Regions from separate parts of the Capsicum annuum genome. Here region 2 is linked to region 1. The links are chromatin contacts, called in public Hi-C maps. All regions are on one chromosome and are shown on one strand. The core of a region is the stretch at or near the end of the contact, and the rest is flanking DNA. Distances in the headings are between cores, read along the strand shown. Region 1 overlaps LOC107871197 (probable methyltransferase PMT11). Region 2 overlaps LOC124898763 (a long non-coding RNA gene).

What was found. Hi-C and Micro-C count contacts between places; a contact is called where the count stands out from the background.
Region 2: a Hi-C map of leaf shows a contact between it and region 1, with 3 times the contacts expected there. The contact joins two enhancer-like sites. A contact is called at or near these places in 2 of 5 Hi-C or Micro-C datasets (leaf and placenta).

The regions. Positions count from the first base shown.
Region 1 is chr5:209,968,225-209,970,924 of UCD10Xv1.1, reverse strand. It overlaps LOC107871197 (probable methyltransferase PMT11), which reads right to left. Exons shown (of 9, transcript XM_016718040.2): 6 at 2,286-2,543; 7 at 2,034-2,156; 8 at 1,619-1,696; 9 at 709-1,473. The coding sequence ends at 1,260. Among protein-coding and RNA genes, the nearest start is that of LOC107871197, 11 kb to the right of the region's middle. Within about 2 kb of position 1,409, at least 1 of the 5 cell types and tissues checked has an H3K27ac peak or open chromatin away from gene starts, as enhancers often do. A contact at or near this core is called in leaf, where this site is marked.
Region 2 is chr5:210,034,766-210,037,465 of UCD10Xv1.1, reverse strand. It overlaps LOC124898763 (a long non-coding RNA gene), which reads right to left. Exons shown (of 2, transcript XR_007055530.1): 2 at 1-115. Among protein-coding and RNA genes, the nearest start is that of LOC124898763, 3.1 kb to the right of the region's middle. Within about 2 kb of position 1,420, at least 3 of the 5 cell types and tissues checked have an H3K27ac peak or open chromatin away from gene starts, as enhancers often do. A contact at or near this core is called in leaf, where this site is marked.

The DNA.
Region 1 (2,700 bases), core at 160-2,659:
ATATATATATATATATATTTAAATCTCTTTCTATTTCTCTTTCTTTCCTTCAAATAAAATTTATTCAGTCTTTATATTACAACAAAAACCTCATTTTATGTGAAATTCTAACACAATGTATTGAGGGATATATTGCTTCTTTCAAGTGATTTAAAGATGAAATGACATTTGTTTTCAAGCAATTTGTCTTAACAAATCAGAAAATACAACTTTTACCAAGGAAAAAAAAAAAACAATACAAATCTCAATAGTTTAGAGCTTAATATAGAAAATTCCTACCCTTTACATAATTATTAAAAAAATTAATTTTAGATTTATCAAAATACATAATTAGCTCCTAATACATCAACGAAAATATATTTTTTCCGTTGTAACAATACATAATTAGCTCCTGATATATTCTTTTTCTGAATTTAGGTCCATCAAAATACATAATACATCCAATAACGATACATTTTTTTTTGTAAAAATACATAATTAGTTCCCGAAATATTCTTTTCGATTTTTGATCAACCAAGATATATAATTAGCTCTTGATATATCCAATAAAAATACAAAATTAGTTGAGATTTTTGTAATTACTCTGTAAGGGTGAAAATTTGTAAATATGTTAAGTAAAAGATGTATGTTTATGTTATTTTTCCAAAAAAAAAATAAAAAAAAAATGCATTATTCAATGTTGAAATGTTCCAACAAAAACTTAACTCCTGCACAGTGTCAAAGCTTCAGTAGTAAATATTCGAAACTACAACATACTGTGTTGGAGTTTCACATATAAGAATTTCAAATTCTTGCACATTTTACTGCAAGATGTTAAGTTCACCAAAAAGTTACATATATATAGATCTGTTGCATAGCTTCTTTTTCTGTTCTAAAGTTCCTGGAATTATTTGTTTAGATTTCTCAGTTCAAGTGAACAGTTAAACTCATGAATAAAAGAAACCCCATAATCACAGAACAATAAATTAAAACAAATAAAACACTGAGCTATGTAACTTCCACACCTATCCTTTTATGGGCTAAGTAAATTTCCCCTGTTGGTAATGTCACACATGTCTTGATCGTGTGAAGCTATACCATCTTCTGCTGTACATTGTTATATGCTACATGGTACAAACAACAGCCCCGGACAAAGAAAGATTGCCATGTTAGCAAGGCTCTTTCAGGTCCAAGTACTGTAGAAACATGAGGTTTGATGTGTCCATGGAGTTGTTTGATCTTGCCATGACCAGACACGAATGTTGGCTTCTCCTTTCTTGTCATCGTTTACCTCGTAAAAGGTGTTTGTCACCTACCAATATCTTGTAACTTGCATGAGGACCTTCAGATGTGTCTCTCACAGTTACATGCCAACCCATGGCTTTCCCAATATCCTGAAGTTCATCCATGACAGCGACGGAATCTCGGATGTACGCATGTCCACCTGGCCTTAGTATCCGGTCCATTTCGAGCATGATTGTGGACATGTTGCATCTGGTACATAGAATCAAACACAACATCAGGGCATCATTTTTGGGGGTCAAACAGTCCCACTCCACACAATCCATAAGATCTTTTAGATGCAGAGTTGGACCAAAATTATCATTCATGAAGCAATTAATCAGGAATAAAGATGTACCTTTTCTGTTCAATCGAGAAGAGACCATTTGCGTGCAATAGGTCATAGGTTCTTGGGTAAGTATCAAATGGTTCACACCTGGAAAATTGAACAACCCTTTAAGGACGGTCCACGTGGATAAAACGATGTCACATGTATTTCATGCAACCGACTTTCTACAGAATACACTGCATGCTTTCTGAGTAATTGTAATTCTTCATGTTGGCAAAGGATAGGATGTAAAATATGCCAGACTAGTATATCTTATAGATTATACGTACAGACAAAAAAATCAACGGTATTGTCTCCTTTCTCCTCCATTTCCTTTTCTCTCTTTTTTCGAAGTCATATTGGTATTGCTAACATAAGTTAAAGAATGATCGCATGGTAAATGCTAACCACTAATTAAATGCTGTGAAGGATGAGCAACTCTTACCAATCATGCATGACTCCAAGTAGTCCACGGTCAAAGATGACAGGTAAGGTATTATGACCACTAACAGGGACAACATTTAGAACCCAGCAATCCAGTTGATTTTCAATTAATGCTGCTGCAAATCTGTTGAAAAAAAAGCAATTAATTGGACATTATTCTTTCCACAAACTTTAGAAGCATAATGCTGATCAGACGATTAAAGTGCACAATGACAAAGAGGAAGCCAACAACAAGAAGTATGGAAGACGGTACCCTCCAAAACCAGCTCTCATATCCATTACATTTCTAAGTTTGAGCTTCTTCCAATGCCAAGCACGGACATAGCTTCCAATTATTTCGTTCCAGAATTTTGACTCTGCCCTGAAGAGCTCTTTCCTAGACATAAAAGAATCTACTTGTATGCTCTGGAGCCTATCTGGAGGATACTGCAGGCGTGAAGGCCAAGTGGTAATATTTGCACCATATCCTTCTTCAGGCAATCGTGTAATACATGCTTTCAGATCAACATACCTAAATGTGATTGTTAAAAAAGAAATCAGCCAGTGCCATAATGAAAGGAACGTCTACATGAAATCAGAATCATTAACACATGGAAAGCTGTGCCTTCACTGACGTTTACACTTGGAACATGCCCCATTGATTTATCAACAACTGACTAATAAAGGAC
Region 2 (2,700 bases), core at 171-2,670, 67 kb before region 1:
ATTTATATGTTTGTTATTTGGATCCTTGAACCCACTAAAAAATAACATTTTAAATCCTTTTTTGGTGAGTGTAACACACTCTCCCCCACGTCAGCTGCCACGTCTGCCACACCATCTAAAAAAAATATTACATTAAATTTCAAGTCATTTTTAAAATGCTACATAATAAATTAAATATTAAAATTAATTTAATTAAATAAGAAAAATTTATAAATTGTAGAAAAATTTGAATAATCATGTTTTTATTTTTGCTCACAAATTAAACATCAATTCCATTCCAAATAATTAAAATTCTTCTCCAACTAATTTAAATTTTTAACTATAAATTCGTAAATACAAACATAATAATTTTTTGATTTTTAAATTTGAATATTTTTAACAATTCACAAAAAGTTTAATTTTTTTCAAGAGAAATTCACTATTTTTTTTCAATATTTACAATCACTCACTTTCAATTTAAATTTAAATTTTAATCCCCAAAAACTAAAAAGATTTCAAATTTAAATTTTAATTAAAAAATGAAAAGAATTGAATTGAGAAGAAAAATTAAAATAAAAAGTAAACGTGGGGGGGGGGGCTGGAAAAGTGTTGGGGTGAGGGTGGGGTGGGGATGGGGCTGGTAGGGGTGGGAGCTGAGGGTGGGGTGGGGAGGGGCTAGACGGGGCTGGTGAGGTGTGGGGGGTTGGGGACGGAATGGGGTGGGGGTGGGGAGGGGAGGGGCGGGTGTTGGGGTGGGGTGAAGGGACTGGAAGGGGGTGGGATGGGCTGCGTGAGGGGAGGGGGGACGGGCTGGGGTGGAGTGGGGAAGGTTTTTTTTTAAAAAAAATATATATTATTTTAAAAATTTTAAATTAAAAAAAAAAAAAAGAAAAAAAAGCCTTTTTAATTATTTTTTAATTTTAATATTTTCATTTTTTTAAAAATTATTTTATGAAAGGGGCTGGGGTGGGGTGGGATGGGGACGGGCTGGGGTGGAGTGGAGAAGATTTTTTTTATTTTTTTTAAATATTAACCCCCACTAGTACCTCCAAGTGAATGACTACACTCTCCTTGTCCTGATCATCATTTCAATGCCGCATGGGCGAGGTTAACAGTCAAAGGGTACAAAATATTATTTTGTAATGGGTTCAAGAATTCAAAGGACAAATATACAAGTAAAAGTATTTAACTTACAAAATCGATATAATATAGGGATCCAGAAAATCATTTTGCATTATGAAAACAAAAGAAGGATAATGCAAACATTGGAAAGCGGAGTGAATATTTGCAATTACCAAAATTAACTCAAACGTTACCACTTGCAAACCTTGTAATATACATTTTCTAATGAGTAATAATTATAATAATGACAGAAGTAAAAGGCAAACAAGAAGTAGTGTACTAACAACTTGTTCAATGTTCATGCAGCCGAAATCTGTCACCACCATTGTTTGGAAAAAATATCCACACATAATATAAAATATCCATCCCTCCTCCCCCCCCCCCCCCCACACTAATTTAAATATATTTCAATCTCTGCTACAGTAATAATATACTCAATATATTTTAATATGATTAAATTTAAATAGAATAAAGTATACATAATCCGTATTATTACTTTAAAATTGAGGTATAGAGAGATTATTTCTGATAGACACTTGGCTCAATACAAAATACAATCTAAAAGAAGACGTGAAAGAAGTACAAAAGTCGATAAATATATTTCTCTACCATCAAAAATAATTTAAACATATATTTTATTTGAGTTTTGATTTAAATATATCCTTTTCGTATATTTTGATCTAAATATATTTCTCCCATTATATTTTAGCATAAATTTACTCTTATGGAAGAACACGAGACGAACTCAAAATCAAATGACTCATATTCTCAATTTTAAGTACTCTCTCCGTTTTATTTATTTGACTACATACATCTTAAGAAATCTTTAATTAAAGCCGTATTTTATTAAAGTAATAATATTTAAAACTCTAAATTAAACTATTATTGCTTTATATAGTTATTTAATTTTAATTAATACTAACATTACAATGAAAAAAGTATAATAAAATTATTTTAATTTTACTAATTAAATAAATTATTAAAATAATTATTTTTAATATTGGAGTTGAGTTAAAAATGAGACTAACAGATTACCCAACATATTTAAAAACTCACTTTATTTACTCATTTTTTAAAGTATAACTCACTCCTTCCATTTTAAAGTTATTTCCCTTTGTTATTGATGAGAATCCAAAGATATATATGTATGTGTCACCATAAATTTGGTATAGTTAGGTCCCAACAGGTTGACAGGTCGACGTGCAGCCAGCTGTGTTGACACTAACTTTAACCTCCCAACTTTCTCTCTCTTGTCATGTTTTATACTCCTTCGATTTAATTTATATTGTATATTTTACTTCCTGGAATTCAGATATATCTATATTTAATCATAATTTTTTAATACATATTCCAATATTTTAAATAAATAATTATTATAATTTATAATATTTTTTACGTAATATTCAAATATATAAATTTAATTTTAAAAATTTAAAAATTTCATATCTAAATTTATGATCAAACTTTGCTTGAAACAAGCAACGGTGTCCTACATGATGACACTTATATATAAGAGAGATATATATATGCTCACTCATTTTACTTGACATGTTTCATACTCTCTCCGATTTAATTTATATTGTATATTTTACTTCCTGG